2 separate regions of the Mus musculus genome follow, and region 1 is linked to region 2. The links are chromatin contacts, called in public HiChIP or PLAC-seq maps. All regions are on one chromosome and are shown on one strand. The core of a region is the stretch at or near the end of the contact, and the rest is flanking DNA. Distances in the headings are between cores, read along the strand shown.

What was found. HiChIP or PLAC-seq counts read pairs in DNA pulled down with a chosen protein or histone mark.
Region 1: an H3K4me3 HiChIP or PLAC-seq map of the SCID.adh cell line shows a contact between it and region 2, with 10 read pairs. The contact joins the promoter of H2-Eb2 here to the enhancer-like site in region 2. A contact is called at or near these places in 4 of 39 promoter capture datasets (the HPC-7 cell line, cranial neural crest, embryonic stem cells and 1 more), 2 of 484 Hi-C or Micro-C datasets (the HL-1 cell line and embryonic stem cells), 6 of 115 datasets of contacts at active chromatin or transcription factors (the SCID.adh cell line, T-cell acute lymphoblastic leukemia, bone marrow-derived macrophages and 3 more) and 2 of 9 other capture datasets (adipose tissue and liver).

The regions. Positions count from the first base shown.
Region 1 is chr17:34,323,436-34,329,641 of GRCm38.p6, reverse strand. H2-Eb2 (histocompatibility 2, class II antigen E beta2) reads right to left here and starts at 3,967. Exons shown (of 5, transcript NM_001033978.3): 1 at 3,851-3,967. The coding sequence starts at 3,950.
Region 2 is chr17:34,208,678-34,215,194 of GRCm38.p6, reverse strand. It overlaps Tap2 (transporter 2, ATP-binding cassette, sub-family B (MDR/TAP)), which reads right to left. Exons shown (of 12, transcript NM_011530.3): 4 at 6,311-6,441; 5 at 5,900-6,105; 6 at 3,128-3,325; 7 at 2,837-2,965; 8 at 992-1,180; 9 at 699-872; 10 at 390-549. Among named protein-coding and RNA genes, the nearest start is that of Tap2, 7.5 kb to the right of the region's middle. Within about 2 kb of position 4,469, at least 103 of the 459 cell types and tissues checked have an H3K27ac peak or open chromatin away from gene starts, as enhancers often do. A contact at or near this core is called in the HPC-7 cell line, the SCID.adh cell line, T-cell acute lymphoblastic leukemia and 1 more, where this site is marked.

The DNA.
Region 1 (6,206 bases), core at 2,718-5,217, 110 kb before region 2:
AATGAATTAAAGTCACCAATCAACTGATATAAACTGGCTGAAAGGATAAAAATAATACTCCACTATATAGTTGTTACAAGAAACTCATCACCTTCATGAACATATATAGAGGCTTGGAAGGAAGGCCGAGGAAGATACATCACAAAATTGGAAACAAAAATAGCGGCAAAATAGCAACATTCATACCAAGTAAAGAAGACCTTGAACTGTAACAAGTGAAAAAGACAAATAAGGTCTTTGAATATTGGTACAATGATAAATTTAACAAAATTATTAATGACTTTAAATGGACATACATGCATGTGCCTGGCTTGGGAACAATGCATCATACAAGTCAAATATTAATAAATCTATATATAGAAAGACTGTAACACCTTAATGAATGGGCAGCCTCTCCCTTATTCTCCTCAATGACCAGATGTACAGAGAGAATCATCAAGTAACTTCTGAGTTCCCACTTTACAGGACAGAGGCAGAAAAGCCACGCCTAATCAGAGAACATCCCATCCAACGCCAGCAGAGCACACAGCTGTCCTAGCAGGATGTGACCATTCCCCAGGACACAGCACATGGTGATCCATGAATTGAGGTTCAAGAGATATTGCATTAAGTTAGCGCATGCATCATCTCAGAGCAGAATGGAGTAAAATTGCAGTTAAAAAGACATTAGGATGGGCTGGAGAGATGGCTCAGAGGTTAGGAGCATTGACTGCTCTTCAAGAGGTACTGAGTTCAATTCCCAGCAACCACTTAGTGGCTCACAGACATCTGTAATGGGATCGATGTGCTCTTCTGGTGTGTCTGAAGACAGCGACAATGTACTCACATACATGGATTAAATGAATAAATCTTTAAAAAAAATAAGCAATTAGGAAAGTGGAAACAATATGGCTGGGATGCATTATAGGACACACCCCTAAATGGCAGCTCTATAATTGAAGAATCTAAGAAGGAAAACAAAGAACTTTCCAGAAACAAGCATGTGTTGGTGTCAGCAAAAGCTGCAAAGACAAGGAAGTTTGGGGAGTTTTTGTTGTTTCTTTAGAGTTGTACACCAGAGTGTGTTTATTGTGCAAGGTGATGGGTTTCATACTGACATTTTCTATCAAGTGTAGCATGAACCTTGGCTGTGTTCACGCCCCATTTTTCTCTCCTGCCTCTTCCTGGTGCTTTTCATTTTCCAGAATGGCCCTTCACCTGCACAGCTGCCTGTGTCCTGAGTCTCTCTTACTCTAGCAACTATGACTGCAGCTAGTTTTGCCCTGTTTCTGAAAGTAGTACCATTTTTGTTTTGCTCATCTTCCCTTTTTATGGGTAAATGAAACTTTTTTAACTTATAAATGCATTAATTGAAAATAACATAATATCAACTAATAAACAATACACCTAAAAGTTATCAAGGAGTTAGAAAAGCAACAATAACCTAGATGTGAAATCTGTGACAATAAATGATACATATCACTTCATGAATTAAAAAGGGAAAGGGAAATACATGGCACAAGTGATTAGTGAAGCAAAGAACTGTATTTGAAGGGATTACAAAAATTGAAAAACCATTAGCTGTGCTAACCAAGAGATAAAAAAAGAAAGCAAAGAAAAATAAAACTAGAGGTTAAAAAAAAGGCATTATCAGTTAAGCATATAATAGTGGGGTGTAAGACACTGCCTTGAGGGAGTCTATGTCAAACAACTGGCAAGCCTGGAAAAGATGGATAAATCCCTGAACAAATGCAGCTCATAGTAACTGAACCACAAAGAAATAGAAAAACAAAATAGACTGATAATAAGGAGAGTTCAGGTCTTGGTGCTGCCCGATTTCGTGAAACATTTGAAGAATTGACTCCAATTGTAGCTACAGAATTCTACAAACTGAAGTGGATAGTGCTTTGTCAACCCTTTCTAGGGAGGCCATTATTCCCTGAAACAAATAGGCAAAAATCCAGTCAAAGATAAACCAGCATCATAGCCTCTATGAACAGACATGTCAAAATTTCCAATAAAATGGTAGCAAATCAAAGGCCCACCAAATCTTCATAGGCCACACCCAAGCATGAGTCATCTTCCAGATGCAAGGACGGTTGGATGTATGTAAGTAAATAAGTATGAAAGCACAGCCTACCACAATGAAGGATTAAAGCAACATTGTCGTTTCAGCTGATGCTAGGAAGGCTTTTGATAAAGTTCATTCTGTTTGTGATAAGCAAGACTCAAAAAAATTAGGTGTAGAAGGAACATACATCAAAATGATGAAGGCAATAAATAAAAATCCACAGTCAGTTTTGGAGTGTGTGGAGCTGAAATCATTTTCTTCCTGCATCAGGTAAGACACAGGCTAGCCGCACTCCCTGCACTTGTTCAATGCATTACTGGGAGCCTTTGCAAGGGTTATTAAACAATAAAAACATCAGTGCAAGTTAACTATTGTTAATATAAATATTGGCAGTGTATGAGTCCAGCAGTTGTATTTCTTTACATTATGGTAATCACCAAAAACTTCACAGAGAAACTAAGACTCATTTACAACTGCACCTCAATAGCTGAGCAGTTAAATGATCTGCCTTCACCTTCTATGCTAATCTGGCCAACATGCCATGTCTCATGCATATTATTATTGATATGGCTCATTTGGCTTCAGGGGTGTTTCCATGGTCTTTCTCCAAATCTCTTCCTCATGGCTCCAAATCCTTCCTCTGATTGGCAGATGTCCCACCCTATTCTCTCTTCTGCCCAGCCATTGCATGATCAGTATTTATTGACAAGGCATAAAAGAAACGATAAGAATTATTTACACAAACATGAGAGAGGAGGTTCTTGGTATGACCATTACATGGCCATGTCTGGATTGAAACAAGATATGAGGGCAAAATATCAGCACTTGAATTAGACAAGGATGACCTTTACACAGTGCATGGAAAGGGCAGAGAGATGTAGTGAGGACCAACAAGCCCACACAGATAATTGAGACGAGAAGGTGAGCAATGGAACCTTCAAAGCTTGGGGAAGTCGCACAACACCAGACACTTTATTTCCTGACTGTCTTCTAACCCCAGGAGACATTAGCAGCCTTCACGCTGTCTGGCCCCAACCCCCAGGCTCTGGGTACTCAGTTTGAACCACATGTAACTGTTGATTCTGACATATTTTCTATATGAAAATAGAACTTCACATCTGAAACCAGGTGGATCCTCTCCTTCACCCTCAGGCAGAAATGCAGTTGATGCTTGAGACACAGTGCACTGTTTCAGAAGAACTGTTAAGTTTCAGGTACCAAGAGTATATTATCTGTATTCCTTGTCTAGGAGGCAGATTCAAATATTAAGTCCCAGGGTCCGCTCTAGGGTGCCATCAACAGCAGAGAGAGAACCCTGACTACTTCCCCTGACAGCATCCCAGCACGGGGATGGAGGTTTCAAAAACTCTGGGATTCAGGGAGACGAGATCAGGCCACAGATCCCAGTAAGGGCACAGCACAGTCTTTAGGACAGGGCCCCCCAACTCCCCTTAATTGCTCATGAAATCTTCAGGGAAATTTTCCAACTTAACATTTCAGACAGGTGCTATACAGGTCCTTATTTAAGTGCCCTGTCGTTTTCATGTAGGAAATGTGATGTCAGTGTTGACCGGACACATGAGGAGGGAAGGAATATGACCCATGTGTCAATTCCATTCATGGGTCTCAAAAGAACATCTAAGACACTTTTATATGGAAATAATATGAGATTCGTATGATTAAGAGAGGTGATCAAAGAAAAACTGAGAAGTTTTTTTAAAACCAATTGTAGACAAAATGAAGCTAGCCCCTTTGTTCCCAACCCCTAGCAACTCAGAACATGAGAGGTGGTGCACTTACGTCGTGGGTCCCTGACTAAAATCACCGGAGGGGTCAGCATCATCAGACTCAGGATCACAGCTGCCACACAGAGGCCTCTGGGGAGCCACAGAGACACCATGCTTGAGGAGAGGAGAGGTTGGTTGCTAGAGAGGCAGGCCAACCTGGCTGACTGGCAAGGGTGAGAGACTCCACCCACTGGTGCTGGGTTGGGCACCTTCAGTGCTGAAGAACCAATCAGCAGCCAAGAGCACCAGCAGCATCAGTTGCTGGTCAGAGGCGCAGAGTGAAGGTCTTTCTGAAATTTCCAGTTTCCTTTGTTAAGCAGACAGACTGCTTCAGCTCAGAGCCTAGAAGCTTTGATCAGTGTGGCTCTGCAGCAGTTGCATGGACGCTGTACTGAGCCACCAACTCTGATTGATGGCAGCCTTGACACCATCAGTCTGCCTCAGGCTAACTGAACCTGTGAGAGTCCAGTCCCAGTTGGGGTTCCTCCTATGACTTCCCCATCTGCTGAGGGAAATCCTCTAACATTTACTTGCCTTCTGCTTTATCCTAAGAAAGGTCATAAGAACTCTTTGCTAATGTGTGCATATAAGGTTAGAACGAAGACAATCACTGAACATAAAGTGTGAATTACAGTATAAAATACAATCATAGTATTTGTGAAATGTGAACCGTGTGCTGCATGATGATTACACATTATGTTAAGTAACGGTGACGACCTAGATCAAGAATGTGCTTTGAGTGACAGTTCAGAATAGGAACTCCAAGATTAATCCACTGTTCTGATGGTCCCTCTTTATCTATCTTGGTAGTTCTTGAAGTAGGATTTGCCACCCTGCAATAAATGTCACTACAATTCATTGAGTGAGTTTTTAGGTGCCCAAATCTGTACTCAGAGCTATTCCTGGTGCTATCTCTTAAAACTTTTGTTAAAAAGAAAACTTCATAGAATACACTTTGATTATGTTTTCCCTCAGTTCCTCCCGCCATTCCTCATCACCCAACTTTATGATATCTCTCTCTCTCTCTCTCTCTCTCTCTCTCTCTCTCTCTCTCTCTCTCTCTCTCTCTCTCTCTCTCTTTCTCTCTCTTTCTCTCTCTCTCTCTCTCTTTCTCTCTCTTTCTCTCTCTCTCTCCCTCTCTCCTCCCATCTCTGTGTACCAAATAAATCAGAACAGAAAACAAGTATTACACATATACAACCCCCTATTAAATGAAAATAAGAATAAAATAAAATAAAAATAAAAATGAATGTTGAACATTTTAAACTGTTTCTCTGATATATTTCACCTTTGAAAACACTCTGCTGAGATCTATTTTGTTTTCTTATTTTCCTGATGTTTTGGCTTTACCTTTTTAGCTCTTCATATATATTAGATACCCTCTATCATACATATAATTTGTAAAAATATTTTCCAATTCTCTAGGCTGCCACTTTCCCCATATGGTAGTGTCCTTTGCAGTATAGAATATTTTCATTTTCTTTTTTTAAAGATCTATTTATTATTATATGTAAGTACACTATAGCTGTCTTTAGACACACCAGAAGAGGGTGTCAGATCTCATTACAGATGGTTGTGATCCATCATGTGATTGCTGGGATTTGAACTCAAGACCTTCGCAAGAGCAGTAAATGAGCATTATCACTTGCCCGAAAAATGTTCATTTTCATGGTCCCATTTACTGATTCTTGGTCTTATTGCTTGGGCTTTCAGTGTCTTGTTCAGAATCTCTTTCCTGTGGCAATGAGTTCAACCCTGTGTTCCACTGTCTCTTCTGTCAGGCTCAGGGTATCTTGTCATGTCCTGAGTTCCTTGATGTGTTTGGAGTTGAGTTTTCTTTCTGCAGGGTGATAAGTATCTACTTGCATTCTTCTGCATGCAGGCATCCAGTTTGACCAGCACCATCTCCTACAGCAGCTGTCGTTTCTCTACTGTGTCTTTTCCACTTCTTTGTCAAATTTTTCTTACATATTTGTCTATAGGTGCAAGGACTTCTCTGGGTCCTCAGTTCAACTCCAATGATGACTGTATCTGTTTCAAGGAACACCATGCTCTTTTTATTACTCTAGCTCTGTAGTACAACTTGAAGGTGATACCCCAGCAGTTCTCTTACTATTCAGGATAGTTTATCTATCCTGGGTATTTTTGTGTTTCCATATGGAGCTGAATGCTCTCCTCTCAATTTCCGTGAAGAATTGTGTTGAAATAATGAAGGGGCTTGCACTGACTCTGAAGATTGCTTTTGCTAGGAAAACTGTCTTTACTATATTAATCACACCGACCAAGAGGCATGGGAAATTATTCCATCTTCTGATATCTTCTTCAGTGTCTTTCTTCAATGTCTGAAAGTTTTTCTTATACAAGCCTTT
Region 2 (6,517 bases), core at 3,220-5,719:
GGAGGTGGAGAAAAATGAAAATCGGGAACGGAGGAGGAGCAACGGGGATACAAGCATCACCCCAAGAATAAATTCCATTATCTGGTGTGTGTGTGTGTGTGTGTGTGTGTGTGTGTGTGTGTGGGTGTGTGTGTGTGTGTGTGTGAGAGAGAGCCTTGCGTGTGCATGTGTGTGGGTGTGGGCACCTGTGCAGGGCAGAGATTATTCCTAGTCTGGTTTTTGTTTTGTTTTGTTTTGCTTTTTGGTTTTCGTTTAAAAAAAAAAAAAAAAGATTCTAGCGATCAAACGCAGGCCCTCATGCTTGCAACGATGCACTTTGTTACATGAGCTCCCTCCCTAGCCCCATTTTCTCCTGCCCCTGCCAGGGTGGTCTCGGGACCTGTAAGTACCTGTGTTTATTCCATTAGTCATTTCCCCTATGAAGTCGTCTGCACAGGCCGCCTGGGCAGCTGCCATCACTTGAGCGTCCTCACAGTCCCTCAGGCCATAGGCAATATTGTCCTTGACAGAACCCGAGAACAGCACAGGCTCCTGCCCCACCAGAACCACCTGTACAGAGCGGAAAGGAGCAAAGAACTAGTACCTCCTTCTTTGTTCCTCATGATGGACCCCAGCCTTCCTTCCCAGGGGCTGCCCCACCTCCCCGTCATGCTTGCTCCTCCTCCCTCCTGCCCCACCCTCTCTGGTGCCCCTCCCACCTGGCGGTGCAGGTAGTGGTGATCATACTCGGTCAGGGGCTCGCCATCCAGCAGCAGCTGGCCCCCAGTGGGCTGGTACAGGTTCTGCAGCAGGGCGGCCACGGTGCTCTTCCCTGATCCATTGGGTCCCACCAACGCTGTCACCGTTCCAGGATGCAGGGTGAACGTCAGACCCTAGGAAAACAGGGAAGAGTTCAGAGCAGCTTCCTAGAGAAAATGATGTTCAGGCTGCGGGAGCCCGACCTCCGCAGCAGAGAGAAAGGTTCCGATCCCACGGGGTCTCCCTCAGACACCTGGAGCACAGGCTTCTCGGGGCGCCTGGGATACGAAAAGGAGACGTCTTGGAATTCCACGCGCCCCTCCAGCCAGGGAGGGGCCAGGATCCCAGGCTGGGGCAGATTCGGCTTTCGGTCCAGGTAGGAAAACACCTTTTCAGCAGCGCCCACGTTGCTCAGCATATCCCCGTACATGTAAACCAGGTTCTGGAAATCAGGAACGGACACGTCAGCAAGCCAGGACCGGCACACACTCTACCCACACCCTGACCTCAGCCGGTCCTCCTCTCCTGCTCCCTACCCCCAACAAGAACCTTCTACCTTTTAATGAATGATTCGGATAAACTCAGAGAGGGAACCTTGGAGGGATTGTTTTAGTTAGGAGTGGAGGGTGGCTCTGTCTCTGTTCATCTGAAACAGTTTTGGCTACTTAGCCCAGGCTAACCTCGAATGTCACGTATTCCCTCAGCATTACAGACTTGTGCCATAGGGTTACAGACTTGTGCCACTGTCCCCAGAGTAAGTTTGGTGGATTTTTAAAAGATGCAGAAGTATTTCAGTGTTCCGATTTGCGATGAAAAGCTGTGGGATCCACACAGCATGTCAAGAGCCACAGCTTTCGCTCACTGCTCTGCACCCTGTATGCTCCAGACAGGGAATCCTTTATAAAGCAATCATCACGGCCAGCTCACCTTTAAAATCATCAGAGAGCTTGGCCCAGCTCTCCACATGTGAAAGATGGTAAAGAAGTAACCGGGAAAATTACGTTCAATGCCCAAAGCAAAGTAACTTTTTTTTTAAAGTGATCAAATAGAAAGAAATAGTTAAATACCTTTTCTAATCAAAGTATACTACTAAGTACCCCAATAGTGGATGGGGTTAAGTCTCTCGATTGATGTATCCAAGTTATAAGGGAAGGAAGTACAGACAGCACTATTTTGCAACCCTGGTAACTTAACAAATGCAGGCATTAAGCATCAAAGGCAGACACCAACCAACACCAAGAGAACCGGATATGTTGTCTCTCCCGGAGAAAGAACACAGCCATAATTTGAAAGAGGGAAGCACTGGATTTTAAAGTTTACGGATTTACCTAGCAGTGGATAGGAAACAGTCAGAAGAACACACTGGAATGCTGCTGCAGAATAATACTGCAAATCAGAAGACACAGAACCCAGGCCACAGGGAACAGCACAGGACAAAAAGACCCATTCCTTCAGCCAATAGCAAGGTGGGAATTTTAAACCAGTAGACACAGAGATTGGAAGGGCGTCAGCCAATCACAGCGTGTATACCTGTGGAGCTCTGCGCACTGAGTGTACGGGATGAACGGAAGGAATCGTTATTTTTAGGTATGACAATGGCACTCAGACTGCATACTTAAGATATCTATGTTCTAGGGGTGCACACTGAAATCCCTACAGATGAGATTTGATATCTTGAATTTGTTTTAAAATAAAGGCAGATCGAACACTGCAGGTTATTGGGGTAGGTTAGAATTAAGGTTAGATTAAGGTGTGGGGTAGGGTTCTGTTTAGATTGCAGTTAGGGATAAGATTAGCCAGGGTGGGGGTAAGATATCATTATGGCTATTTAGAATTGAAGTTGTTTAGATGAGGTTAGAGTTAGTATTAATTTAGGGTGGAGTCAGGCTAGGGTTAGAGTTGGTTATGGTGGAGTTAGGGTTGGGGTTTGGGTTAATTTAGGGTTATGATCATTGTCAAAGCTGATAAAAGTTACCTGAAGACTTATCACAATAATGGCTTTTTTAAAGCATGTTTAAAATTATCCATGAGAAAATTAACTCATGGCCCAGAAGCCCAGATGGAAACACAGAGCATCTCATGAGTGCACCTCACTCACCCGGACATATTGTCCCACTTCCTCCTGGTACAGCAGGAAGGAGAGCAGGCCACCCCGGGTGACCTCTCCAGCCAGAATCTGCTGCACGCCGCAGTTCAGAATCAGCACCTGCATGCCCAAGGCCATCACCTGGACAGGAGAGAGGTGAGCGAGTCCCCAGTCCCTGCGCAGCACTGGTCCCCTAAGCCTCCTGAGGTCTGGCTCCTCATCCCTCCCGCTCCCTCCACTGGCCCTCTCCCTGCACCCTGCACCCTGCACCCTGCACCCAGCACCCTGCACAGGTCACCTCACCCTCCGTATGACTAGATACACGTCTTTTTCCAGGTCTCGGCGCCACCACAGCTGTCTACATCGCTCCAGGGCCTCCTTGTAGTGGCTGACTTCCTGCTCCTCGGCCCCAAAGCTTCGCACAGTCTGCAGCCCTCCTACCGCCTCGCGCACCACCTGCCCCGCCTTGGCCACTGCATCCTGGATCTCCTTTAGCACCGCCTGAAAACAGGGCAGCGGATAAAACCGGTGAATAAGGCAGAACACAACAGGCAGGGGCTTCCCTCCAGCAATTCATCACTGCCCCGTGCCTTTCTTTCCAGAAGGAATATTTTCGGAGGGGGAGGGGAGGGGAGGGGAGGGGAGATGAGATGCTGGGGAGATGGCTCCATGGGTAAAGTGCTTGTCCCAGTGTATCACGCACACTCACAGAGCACAGGAAGTAGAAAACATATGTGAATTGCTGAGCTCTCCCTGTTAAGCACTGTGGTGCTATTCTGTTTAGCTTTCATTTGAAGTGAATTCTTGCATGTGATGTCAAATGAGGAGAGAGACAGTAATTCAGAAAGGTGGAGATGTGGCTGTCAAAGTGGCTCAGCTGTTCAGAGAGCTTGTGTCTCTTCCAGATGACCAGGGTATAATCCCCAGCACACAAACCATGCCACACAAACACCTGTGACTGCAGCTCCAGAGAATCAGGGGCTGTCGTCTGGCCTCTGCGGACACGGACACACACACACACACACAGAAATGTGCAAATAAAATAAATCCTTATGTTTTAAAAAGATGGAGAGGTAATTCAAAATGCATCAAAGACATAAATGTAAAAATTAAAACTGTAAAAACTCTTTTTATAAAGATTTAGTGTGTGTATGTGTATGTGTGTGTGTGTGTGTGTGTGTGTGTGTACATGAGTGCAGGTGAGTCCCGAAAAGACAGCTGAATAGCTGGCATACAGGAGCTGGGGGTCAAATCCCAGCCCTCTGCAAGTGCAGTATGGGCTCTCAGCCACTGAGCCAGCTCTTCAGCCCCAATTAGCTAAGATTTGACAATGAATTCTTGGATTTGACACCAAAAGTGCAGGCAACAAAGACAGATGCACAGGACCCTGTCCACAATGAGAAAGCCATCAAGGTCATGGTAAGCAGCTGCTGTTCTGGGGTGACAGCTGGCCTGAGTCACCCCAACTTCACACAAGACTGTTTTGCCTCAGGAAGGCTGGGCTTAGCAGATCCTTTGCCTCTGAGCATGACCGTTATCTCCTCAGAGTTAACCACAAGTCCCAGCTGCCAAGTCTGGGTGCCACCTTAAGACCCATGTTCTGGGTTGAGCCGTTTCTGACTTGTGGTGAGTCTGCCAGTGCCTCAAGGCCAAGATAACCACAAACTGACTACTCTGGGACACAGTGACACTGAGTACAGCATGACTAAGTGCTCTGGGACACTTTGACACTAAACACAGCCTGACTGCATGCAGAAACATCCCTGCAACGGCAGCCCCTGTGCTCAGCTTCTCTGCATCTCTGCTGCAGCCATACTCGGTGTCGCTAATCAGCCCTCTCCTGAAGCCTTTTCCTGTCTTGGTGAGTTCCATCAGAGCCCATGTGTCACCAGCATAGGACCCTGTCCACATGTCTACCCATGTGTCACCAGCATAGGACCCTGTCCACATGTCTACCCATGTGTCACCAGCCTACCCATGTGTCACCAGCATGTCAAGTAACATCTGGGATATACGTGAAATACATTTTTTAAAATACAGTTTTAAAAATATAAAGAATGTGGCAAATGTCCCATAAGCACATGAAAACATCGTTAATGGTTAGAAAAATGCACATCGAAGCCACAATGAGCCACTGCACCACATCGTGTTGCAGGGGATGGTGGCTTTTATTCCAATTTAAAAAATAAAATAAAATGACAATAAGTTTGGGGGGAAACATGGACAAATCAGAAGGCTGTGCTCAGAACTATGACCCAAAAGTGAGCAATGCAGTGAGTTTCACATCTGTGTGGTTTACTACACATACACACACACACACACACACACACACACACACACATCCAGTTGTGTATGCTGAGGGGAAAGGGAAAACTTCCCAGGGCTGGAGAGATGCCTCCGTGGGTAAGAGCACTGGCTGCTCTTCCAGGGGTCCTGGGTTCCATCCCCAGCACCCACGTGGTGGCTCACAACTATCTGTAACTCCAGTCCCAGGGTATCTGGCGCCCTCTTCTGGCCTCCTCAGGCAATGCACACAAATGATAGGCATGCAAGCAAAACACCACACACATAAAATAAAAACAAATAAATGAGTGTAAACCTCCTAAGATGTCCTTCACTCTGATTCACAGTCATTTGTGGGAAGGGCATAGACAGACTCTGAGAAGCTCACTGGAAGGCAGAAAGACACCCCGGGGGCTCACCTCGCTCTCCAACACAGCTAGCACTTGAACCACTTCTGTTTATAGATCCAGTGGGCCTCCAACCTCCTCAACTCAAATGTCCATCAGTGAATGACTGAACTAGCAAAATGTTGTGCAAGCATAGAATGGACTGTAGGGACTGATAAGAGGTGTTCTGTCTGTCTACCGATTATCTGTCTATCAATCTATCTATCTACCTACCTACCTATTTATCTATCTACCTACCTATCTACTTATTTGTCTGTCTGTCTGTCTGTCTGTCTACTACCTACCTATCCATCCACCCATCTATCTACCTACCTACCTATCTACTTATTTGTCTGTCTGCTTGTCTGTTTGCCTTCTCTCAGGGCACTGTGACATGCACACATACCTGATGGCGGGGGTTGTACACCTTCTCAGCTGCTATCGTGAGGGGCAGGTCCAGCAGGGAGAGGAAGGTGAGTCGGGGCGATACCTGGAGCATGAAGAAGTAGAGCCCCACCACCTTCACCAGGCTCCGCAGCAGGATATTGGCATTGAAAGGGAGCCAGCGGCTCATCAGAGAGGTGTCAGAGCTCAGCCTCGAGTTCAGCTCCCCTGGGGAGGGCAGAAAGGATGATGGGAACCCAAAACCTTCCTCTGGGTCTCCCTGCTGACTCATCCCCTCAGCCTTTACAAAGAGACTGGGCTAGACCTCTACCCTGCTCTAAGAGAAAACTGCCAGGCTCCAGCAGGGAGGCAGACAGGAGACCTGAGGACTCCAGAAAGGGCCGAGCACCCAAGACCCAGATGCCAGGTTCACCTGTCTTGGTCTCCTGGAAGAATCCAAGGTCTTGGCGCAACAAAGATGAGAAAAGCTGCTCTCGTATCCGCAGGTTGATCCTGGACATGGTGAAGAGGAAGGAGCCTCCTCTACAGCCTGCAGAGAAGGAGCTGGGGGCAGGACGGGGAAGCGGGAGGGGGGAGGGGGAGGGGCAAAGGAAGGGCAAGGTGGAAAGAGAGGTGGAGA